Linked DNA regions of Gossypium arboreum: regions 1 and 3 are each linked to region 2. The links are chromatin contacts, called in public Hi-C maps. All regions are on one chromosome and are shown on one strand. Each heading gives the region's core, a stretch centred on a gene start, on an enhancer-like site or on the middle of the called end of the contact. The rest is flanking DNA. Distances are from core to core; before and after follow the strand shown. Region 1 holds the start of LOC108453785. Region 2 holds the start of LOC108453319. Region 3 overlaps LOC108450826 (a long non-coding RNA gene).

Region 1 (3,437 bases), core at 686-3,185, 680 kb after region 2:
CCTGCTTTTTGATTGAGCTGGAAATTGTTCAATAATTGACCCCAAAAGAATTATCTGGCACGAAAATAACAAATCACTCCTTCCCTGACAGCTCGTCATGTTCTTCCTTATGTGAATGTTTGGCCCAATGCAGGGATTTCTTTGAATTTGGCTTCTACATACATGTGATATAGTTAGTGTTGAAGATTACTTCTACCTGTATAAGCCTTGCCTACAGAAGAATACAAGTTTTGATAGTGAACTTAAAATTTTTGTGAAGCTTACTGTTTTTTCTATTGTTGAAAACAGATATTTAATGATTTCTTGCACAATGAATATGGAGGATCTGGAACACTGTTGGTGGAGCCTTTCACAGATATGTTTGTAGCTTTGAAGGAGAAGAAATTACCTGGAGCACCTGTTGCTGCTCGGGCATCCTTGTTATGGGCCCAAAACCACCTTGATCATGATTGGGAGGTTTGGAACTCAAACTCTCCCAAATGATTTCCTCCACATGTTTCATAACATATTTTTCCATTATCATCACATTCATAACATTATTTTCCATTATCATCAGATTGTACCTATGTTACTTGGAGTCAAATATTTACTCAAACTCAGATATGAGTGTTAGATATAGATGTGTATCAGACACGGATATGATTAAACTTTTCTAAAGTTTTTTTATACAATTGGAGGATCTTGAAAGTCATATTCTCGTGTCCATAAAATAAAGAGTTTGATCAACATAGCATTGTGTTGTACTTTTTGAAAGTGATCAAGTTTGGGATTTGTATGAAAGCAGTGAGTGAAAGACTGAAAATCCTAATTTCATATTAGAATACTACTTGTAATACAATTTAGGATCCAATGTTCCTCTGAACTGAGAAGCTATACATATGTTTATTTTTCTTGAAACAGATTTCAATTTGGGAGCTTTGATTGCAAGTTGAAATCTTTGGTTATCACCTTCATTCGATTGGTGAATTTCCATTTTCCCTAATTTCGGGTTTCATTGAACAAAAGAGGCAGTTCATTGCCATTCCCAAAACCAATCTGCACTTAAGAAAAGAAACTTGAAAACAAAACTATTAGCCTACAGCCTCAGAGATGCTCTGTAATGATGGCCGCCATGATTTTGACCTCATTGAAGCAGCGTTCACAGATGATGTCCGTGAGATTTGTCTTTCATTCTTTAGTTCCTGGAAAGTTTAGAACATAAGCGCTTAAGTTTTTAGGATTGAATGAGAAAGAAAGATTCAAATGAAACATGAAATGTTTTCCAAACTGGTTTAGTTTGTATCTAATCTTAATGCAGATGGAAACTTTAACAATCAATTTATGATATCCTTCCAATATGATTATCATAATTTGCTTATAGTTCCCATGGCGAGTAACTGGTGTTTGAGGACCCATATTCACAGATTGCTTAGCTGGGAAGAACATATATGAAAGATAAGTGAGAGCCATACTTGGTTGGTGATGTGTGCGTCAGACTTTCCTCCTGAAGTTAGGTTGTCTTGTCCATGGTGCTGCAATTTTTTCATGGATTCCCTTTTGGTTTTTGCATATTTCTTGGCTCTCATGAACTTCATGACCTCTGCAGGGACAGGAAACAAGAGAGAGTTGAGAAATCAATATAAAAGAAAGACAATCTTGCAAATAAAGAAAGTGAAGAAGACCTTGAGAAGTGATAAGGCGATAAGCGTGGCCAAGGGAAAGAGTATCGGTGGGGCGGAGGAGCTTAACACGGGTGAAACGCACCGTATCTCGATCTTGATGATGGTTGGCTTCCTCCTCTTGGGAAACAGGCAAGGGAATGATGAGAGAAACGTAATGACCGGGATTCATTCTCATAACTTCACTGACGGGAATGGGCCAATATAACCTCTCAAGCCTCCCGGAGGGATGCTGAATGACCAAGGCCGCCGCATCGATGGCTTGGCAATTCCCCATGAATTCTGAAAAAGGAAGAAGAAGATAAGGAAAGGAAGGGAAGAGGAGGTTAAGTAAGCAGAAGTCTCTTTCTAATACGACCCTACACAAAAAGTCTCACTCAACTCAACCAAGCACAAGCAGGCCTTTCCTCATTTCCCAACTAACTTATTATATACCCTTGCCTTGCCTCTCACTATTCACATCCAAAACGGCAACACATAATTTACAATCAGGATGTTATAATTAGTTTATGGAAAGCCGGCATGAGCTACACGTGGAGAAATGTGAGGAGTTGGGGTCAAAGTGTTGAAAGTCATAATTAGAGGGATAGGACTAAATAATTTGTGTGTGAAAAAAATACAGTAATTATAATACAAGTGAGCATGCGTGTGAGTGAGAGGGAGATTCCTTTGGCTGGACAATGATTTGACAACCCACCGCCTTATCCGCCATAGTATACTTTTTTATGCTCCTCCGCCTTAGGGATTACCCTGCCTTTATATTTCCTTTTTCTTTTAATTTTTAAATTATGAGTATTGTTAGGAATGGTAAATTTTAATATGCATTTTAAAATATAATTATTTATTACAAAATTGAAATTTTTATTTGAGAGTATTTTTAAAAAATAATAATAAAAAATACAATGTGTACGCTTTGAACTCATACTAATTAGATCACTCAACTAAAGTTTCATTTTAACATGTTTTATTCATTATTATGTTAACATGCATAATTTGTTATCTACTTCAGCTTTATACAACATCATGATAACAAAATTGTTATGTATTTAATATTATTAATATGATGTATTTGTGTTTAAATTTCAGACACTTATAACTTAATCTTATTTATTTATTTTAATATCATACATATTTTATTCGTTATTATGATTAATTAGTTTCAAATCATATGTTTTATTATATATTGTATGCGAAACACTCTAGTAATAGTACATATAGAGAAACCCATGGAGGTCAAAGAGCATCCCATGGATGTCAACTAATTCAAACGGGCTCATTTGACCCGCTTGAATTGGTTTGACTCATGGTACATATGGAGAAACTTATCTACTTGAAACATTGGTGACCAGTGAAACACTCTAGTAAAATTAGAGTTACTATTGTAAATCATAAGGGATAAAGATGTATAGAACTTAAATCCCTTAAGACTCTCATCTTGTAGATGGGCTCTAATCTCGATCGTTGATGTAACTTAATTTGTACCATTAGATTTGAGAGAGTTCAACTATAAATAAAAGTCTTCCCCTTCATTTGTAATCACTCAATATAAAATATTTTTTAGAGAATTTACTCAAACACCTAGTGTACGTTATTTTTCTTGTGACAAGAGTAGGAAATTACCTAAGGTCGCGCGGTTTGCCAAACTAAAGTTCTAACCCCGTGACACATACATATGTAATAGGATTTTTAGTATTTATTATCCATTTTAAATTTAAATTAAATCTATTTTAAATAACATTATTTGAAAAATAATTAAATTTAGTAAAATGAATTTAGTAT
Region 2 (3,331 bases), core at 337-2,836:
CGTTTAAGACTTCTTATGTAAACATGGTTTTTGATAATGATATTCATAAATAAAAAATTATCCTAATTTATTTTTTATTAATAAATAAAATCAATCTAATAGCAATTGATTATAAAAACGGTAAATTTAACCAACAATCACTCAACTTTGGGATAGTTGACAAAATAGTCACATTGGTTTCATTTCAGTCACTCAACTTTGAAAAAGTGACAAAAAAAAGTCCTTTTTTCCATTTTCTGTCACAAATGTCACAGCAAAGTGACATGACAGATAACGACGTGCTTGGTATCAAAAAACCCTCTAGCTGGCCGGTTACTACCAATTTAACAGCCCTATCAACACCAATTTAGGGTTTAAAAAGAGAAAAAGAAGAAAAAGAAGAGGAGAAGAATAAGAAGAGGAAGAAGAGAAAAAATAGAAATGCCTCCAGTTTTCAAATCAATTCTGTACTGCATCTCTGCAAGTGATTCCTCTAAACCCCAAAGGTAACGATCTAAGGCCAAAGCTTTAACCCAATTGCTTTATATTCTTCTGCAGTTACTCAAGCATGGCTGTTGCAGCTTCAAACCAGGAAGCTGTTGCTTTGGGGGTCATAGTAACACAAGGGGAAGGCAATTTACCCAAGCTTCTTCTCACTTCTAGTCATGGTAGGTAATGTTTAAATCTTCAAGTTTTGAAGAAATGACGCACTTTTTGCAAGATTTTCTTTTTTGGGTCTTTTCCAAATTTATTCAACTCCCTTGCTCGTTCAATTTATGGGTCAATTCTTTTTTTTTCTTTTTCATTGATTCGGGTCTAAAACAAATTTAATTTGTTTTTGTTTTTGGGTGTTTTAGTGAAGTTGAGATTTACCTATTTGGTGGTTGCATTACATCTTGGAAAGTTCCAAGTGGGAGAGGCCTTCCATTTGTACAGCTTGATGTTGTATTTGACAAGAAAAAGCCAATCAAGTTGATTCTCCATCCCTCACTCTACTTATACATGGCTGTCCATGTAAGTTTTGAGGGCTTCAGACGGTTGTAGAAGTACCTCTTGCATTTCGAATTGGAAAAGAGGAAGACCTGTGAACCTCTACGAACAAATTTGATACCTTTCACAGGGTATATTTTGGCACCACTAAATCGACAAAGCTCCGTCTTAAGAACCATGACTGTTGTTGCTCTATTTTTTTGGTATGGAAACCCTTCTTCTCCATTTCTCTTATTCTTCTTTTTACCCTTAACCAATCACCTTCTCTTTTCTCTTTGTCCATTTGACTACTTGTCCAACGTGACAAGTTAACTAGCCACATCAGTTAGTTAACTTGTCACATTAGCGATCCTGTTAAGACACTAATAGAAAATATTAATCAGGGACTGTTTTGTCATTTTTTGATAACCTTAGTGACTGCTATGTCACTTTTGATGTAATTTATCAAAAGTTAGGATAATGCTCAAAATTCGTATTTTCAGGCTGGAAATTGCAAACGGCAAAAAGGAGAAGAAAACAAAATAATGAAAATTCCGTTTGGAAATCGATTTAGGATATTTTGTTATTGTTTGTAAAGGCTCTTATATCCTTTCGCCACGTTAGCGTAACGCGTGGGTAAAAACGAAACGGATTCCGTTTCTCCTCATTCCTCATCGTCGTCAACCAAAACAAAAGTCAAAGCTAAAATGCTACCTCAATAATTCCCCCAACCACCAAAACGGACCTTTCTCCCTCAATATCCAACTCTAATGGCTCTCAAATTTTAGGGCAAATTTCATCTCTCTATCTCTCAGCCATCCTCAATCCCAATCCCAACCCCATCATCTCTTCTTTCTTTCCCATGCCTCGATTCTTCAATCCTTTCCTCTTATCCTTATTTTTCTGTGTTTTAGGGTTAGGGTTTGGCGTTGATTTCGGTCAAGCTTTCAAAGTCCCCTTTAGGGTCAATGATGTTCTCCCGGTGCTTCCGCGCCAGGTATCTTGGCCGGTCTTGAACACTCTTCATTCCGCCGTTGACTTGTTGCCGGCTTTTGTCGGATCCGTGACCCCGAACAATGGCTCAATTGATTGGAAAGGAGCTTGCTTTCATGGAAACGAGGCTCGTCTCGAGTTCACCAGTAGCGATCGCGACGATTCGGGATTGGGCGGTGGTGTGCTTCACCTCACGGTTCGTATTTTTGACCTGTTGATCATTATGACCTTGGTTGTAATTGAAGCCTCTTTATTGACAAGTTAGTTACTTATTTTCGTGTCATTAATCCTCAGTTTATTGTTGTTGTTTGAGTTTAATTACATTTAGTTTAGTTGCTTTAGAGTGTTCACTTGAATCACTTTCCTTTGTGTTTCTTCCTAGTTATGAGTTATGGAGTTTATTTAGGGCTACTTGTTTATGTTTAGTAGACTATAGGTGCTGGTGTTTTAATAAGTTTTGGCAACTTTAAGTTGTTTATTTAAACTTGAAATCCTTTAATTTTCCTTGGTAGACTAAAAACCCCAAATCGAAAATCTGGTTGGTATCTTTTCTCTTTAGTCTTGGTTCAGAGATGAGGGTGATTATTTTACATACTATGGTTAATTTTGGCGTTCTGATTTTCGCTTGAACTGTAAAAATTTTCTTTTACAGACATCTGAAGCGCACAGCTGGACTTGTATGGATCTTTATGTCTTTGCAACACCTTATAGGATTACTTGGGATTACTACTTTTCTGCTCGAGAGCATACATTGAAATTTGATTCTTGGGAAGAAGCTGCTGAATTGGAATATGTATGTTTCGATTAAGTTGGTCTTTGAATATCACTGAACTTGTTTAATGCATGGAAATGACAGTCTTTTTTTTTTTTTTTTTTTTTTTTTTTTTGTGCAGGTAAAGCAGCATGGAATCTCAGTATTTCTAATGCCATCTGGAATGCTTGGCACATTGCTTTCTTTAGTTGATGTATTGCCTCTGTTTTCAAATACTGTCTGGGGTCAGAATGCCAATCTTGCTTTTTTGAAAACACACATGGGTGCTTCATTTGAAAAGCGTCCTAAGCCATGGCGCACAGTGTTAAATCCAGAAGATGTGCATTCTGGTGACTTTTTGGCTGTGTCAAAGATCCGTGGTAGGTGGGGAGGATTTGAGACATTAGAAAAATGGGTGACTGGAGCATTTGCTGGTCATACTGCGGTTTGCTTGAAGGATGACATGGGTAATCTATGGGTTGCTGAATCAGGGCATGAAAATGAAAAGGTATGCTATAAATAACACATTGATTGCCGATTGTTAATAACTTATATTTATTTGTTGTGCTTTGCTTCCTTTTCTCTTTATTAGTCTTACGATGTCCAGTCAGAAAAAATTTATGCATATACTGCTCAATC
Region 3 (3,483 bases), core at 539-3,038, 550 kb after region 2:
GATTATAGTTTTTGTTTTTTTTAATGTGGGGGGTAGATGAGTTTATAATCTGATTCAATATAAATAGTTGTATTTTAGAAATTAAATTATTATTACTGATTGAATTTTAATTTAATTAGTATCAATATTATTATTTATGCATGTTGACATATATCTTTATTATTGCAAATGCATAATTCCTTAAATATATATATATATATATATATATATCGTAGAATCATATGCGTCCCATGAACAAAGGAGAAATTTAATTTGAACAATTTTAAATTTTGATGAATAGAATATGAAAGACGTATTAATCATAAAAAGGAATTCTTATGTGAAAGACACTTGCATGGCTGTTTTTAATTCATAAAATGTTCTACAAAGTATTAGGTTCGATTTGACATCATAGTTTCAGATTCATATAACCCAACTTAACCCAGATTTTAATTAATAATATATTATTTTGTTTAAAGATATTCATAATGCTGTAATCTGTGATGCTATTTGAATGAATTAGTTTTGATTCTTATGGTCGTTTTTTGTTCAAATAAATATATTATTTTGTTTAATGTGTTATAAATAAAAGAAAAATTTGAATTTTTTAAAAAAATTATGTTTTAAATTACTATTTCAATAGACATAATTATTAAGGTAAATATTCATAAAAATTGAAATAAAAAATAACTGTTATTGAAATTATTGCCTTTAAAAGGAAAAACCGAAAAGGATGAGTAAAATGATTTTTGAAGTAAATAAATTTTAAATTATTTCAATGAAAATAACTCAAACCAATAATAATTTTAAAATATTTTCATAGAAAATCATAATTACAAAATGCATGTAAAAATTATATATAATATATAGTAAAAAGAATAAAAAGAACTAAAGGCATTTTTGAAATAAAAGGAAAATTTTACAAGTTGTGCAAAGAAAAAAAGTCATACAAGTTAATACAAAAATTAAAAGTATAGTAATTACTATAATTTGAAATTAATAAGTTCAAATAAAAATTAAGTAATTTATATGATATCACAAAGGGTAAAGTACATATATAATCACTCAATTTTTCAAAATTTCATTTTAAGCATTTAAAATAAAAATATTTACATTATAAAATTTTATTTTAATCACTTCAGTTAAAATTGCATAACATTCCCACTATTTTTTGTTTCTTTCCGGCTCCACCACATGCATTTAAATATTTTATTTTCTCCTATTTTTAATTGCAGCACTTCCTTGGGCGCCGCACCATCGAGAACCGAAACCAAGCAAGAGCAGAACCCTTTCGCCGAAATCGCTGTCAACTCAGAGTCTACTGTTCCCTTCAGAGTGCATTTGGGCATCGAGTCAAACTCGGGCCGTGCAACATATGACCCGGTTCGAATCAGTCGGGGAGAGGAGGGAGAAGATAATCGTAGTAAAGGATGAGAGAAAAAATTGAGTAAAGAATGTCTGTTAGCTCAGATGGAAGCTTTTATAGAGAAGTTCCTCCATAAGGGTCTATACATGTATAACAAAATTAGTCTACATTTTCCATCTAAATAAATCAAATTTGTTTCTCAAACATTGAACCCAAAAGACAACGCAAATGCAAGTGTTTGGAGACTGTGTAACAGCAAAATTTCAAAGTTTTTCAAATGATTAACGATTGAACAGCGGTTTTTGGGCGTGGGAGATGAAGAATTTCAACAGAATTTTCGCGTAGGAGATGAGCGTCTGGGTTGGAAACTATGTAACAGCAGAGCATGAAAACGAAGTGGGCTTTGAAGGAAGAGAACCAGGAGGAGATTGAATGCATTTGAGGGACTTGAAGAAGAAGCTTTGATGGACTCAGGGTATTCCATGGAAGTTGAAAAGGAGTGGTTTTGGGCTTGATTTGGGTTTGAGAGATAGCAAATAACAATGAACAGCACGAAAACGAAGAAGCAGCTTTAATGGCTGTGGTAGACAAGAAATCCATGGAAAAGAGAGAGCAAAGAGAAGACTTGAAGTGTCGTGTGTTATCCCGGTTCTTGATGGGGCGGCGGATGAACTTTTTTTTTTAAGGAAGCTGGGCTAATATTAAAACAAAACAGAATAAAAAGAAGTCCAACAAATCAAACCCAAAACAGGAAATAACCCAAACATAAAGCCAATAAAACAAACCAAAAGAAAGCCCAGCAAAGAACAGCTTAAACAGCAGACGATAAAGAGCAATCAGTTCCAACGATGAGCTGTTCCCCAAAACCAGCTGGTTGTTCAACAAAAGAGCAGCTGAAACGCCACCAGCAAAGCAACCAGCAACGATTATCCCAATTCCCAAACATCAAGACTAGAGGTGCTCATGGGCCGGGCCGGGCCTAAAGAATGGGTCTAAAATTTTTCTTAAGCTCGATCCAAATAAAAATACTAAAATTCGTGTTCGGCCCGGCCCGGCCCGCCCGTATTTATTTTTATATAATTTTTAAATATATATAATATATCAAAAATACTAAAAAAATTAAAATAAATATTTTCCAACAAATTGAAAATAAATTTTAAAAATATGTAAACTTAAATAGCACTAAGATAGGTGCAACTTAACAAGCAAATACCTCTAAAATAATAACAAAATTAACAAATACTTTTAAAATAATAACAAAATTAATAATAAAATAAGTTTTATACAATATCTAAACAATAACAACAAAATAGTAGCAACTAATAGTAATATGGTAGCAAAATAGGAGAAAACAACAAGAAAATAACATTCAAAAACAAAAAAATAGCAGATTTTTTGTCATTTAGTGAATTAAATCTGGGCGGGCCGAGCCCGTCCAAAATACCTACCCGAGGTCTGCCCATTTTTTAAACGGGCCTTATTTTTTGTCCAAACCCATTTTTCAGGCCTATATTTTTGTCCAAATCCTCCTATATTTCAGGCTGGCCTTCGGGCCGGGCCGAGTAGCCCAACCCATAAGCAGGTCTAATTAAGACCCTTCAAGCGTCCAAATCTAAGAAATCTAGCACACAAGCAACTTCCGAGACTCCCCAAAGACGAAACTCACCTTTTCCAAAACCCATCAAAAACCATTCGAGTCCCCTCAGCTCTCACTTTCCTTCCAAATCAATCCTCATCTAAACGTGCCCCACAAAGTCCTCCCCATTCCCCTTTTCTTGCCTCTAAATACAAACCGTTGATCACTCTCCACCGCCAATAGCGTAAAATCAAGCACTCGCCCATTTAGGTAATAACTATTCCCACCCTTCAAAATCTCTATAGCTAATAAATGGGCCACTATGTTCCCTTCACGAAGCATATGCTTAAAAACACACCGTCGAAAAGACCTAACCCATAGTTTATTATCCCTAATGTAAGCTCCAAGGACCGAGTTATCAGACATAGGGGAAAGAACCTTAAGAATAACTATTAGGGCATCTCCTTCAACAACCACATCTTGAAAGCCAAGATCCAGTCCCAAGCTAACAGCTTGAAGGCATTAAAGGGCCTCCACAACAAAAGCCGGAGGTATGTTCCTA

Evidence for each region. Hi-C and Micro-C count contacts between places; a contact is called where the count stands out from the background.
Region 1: a Hi-C map of leaf shows a contact between it and region 2, with 3 times the contacts expected there. The contact joins the promoter of LOC108453785 here to the promoter of LOC108453319 in region 2. A contact is called at or near these places in 2 of 5 Hi-C or Micro-C datasets (both in leaf).
Region 3: a contact with region 2 is called in a Hi-C map of leaf, with 2.3 times the contacts expected there. The contact joins the enhancer-like site here to the promoter of LOC108453319 in region 2. A contact is called at or near these places in 2 of 5 Hi-C or Micro-C datasets (both in leaf).

What each region holds. Positions count from the first base shown.
Region 1 is chr5:67,174,997-67,178,433 of ASM2569848v2, reverse strand. It overlaps LOC108453785, which reads right to left and starts at 1,935. Exons shown (of 3, transcript XM_017752084.2): 1 at 1,662-1,935; 2 at 1,452-1,579; 3 at 882-1,181. The coding sequence starts at 1,935. The coding sequence ends at 1,071. It overlaps LOC108453784 (protein PLASTID REDOX INSENSITIVE 2, chloroplastic-like), which reads left to right. Exons shown (of 4, transcript XM_017752081.2): 3 at 289-456; 4 at 1,586-2,058. The coding sequence ends at 1,609.
Region 2 is chr5:67,857,113-67,860,443 of ASM2569848v2, reverse strand. It overlaps LOC108453319, which reads left to right and starts at 1,586. Exons shown (of 7, transcript XM_017751348.2): 1 at 1,586-2,137; 2 at 2,594-2,734; 3 at 2,835-3,200. The coding sequence starts at 1,811.
Region 3 is chr5:67,304,921-67,308,403 of ASM2569848v2, reverse strand. It overlaps LOC108450826 (a long non-coding RNA gene), which reads left to right. Exons shown (of 2, transcript XR_001866282.2): 2 at 1,215-1,549. Among protein-coding and RNA genes, the nearest start is that of LOC108450826, 3.9 kb to the left of the region's middle. Within about 2 kb of position 1,788, at least 2 of the 2 cell types and tissues checked have an H3K27ac peak or open chromatin away from gene starts, as enhancers often do. A contact at or near this core is called in leaf, where this site is marked.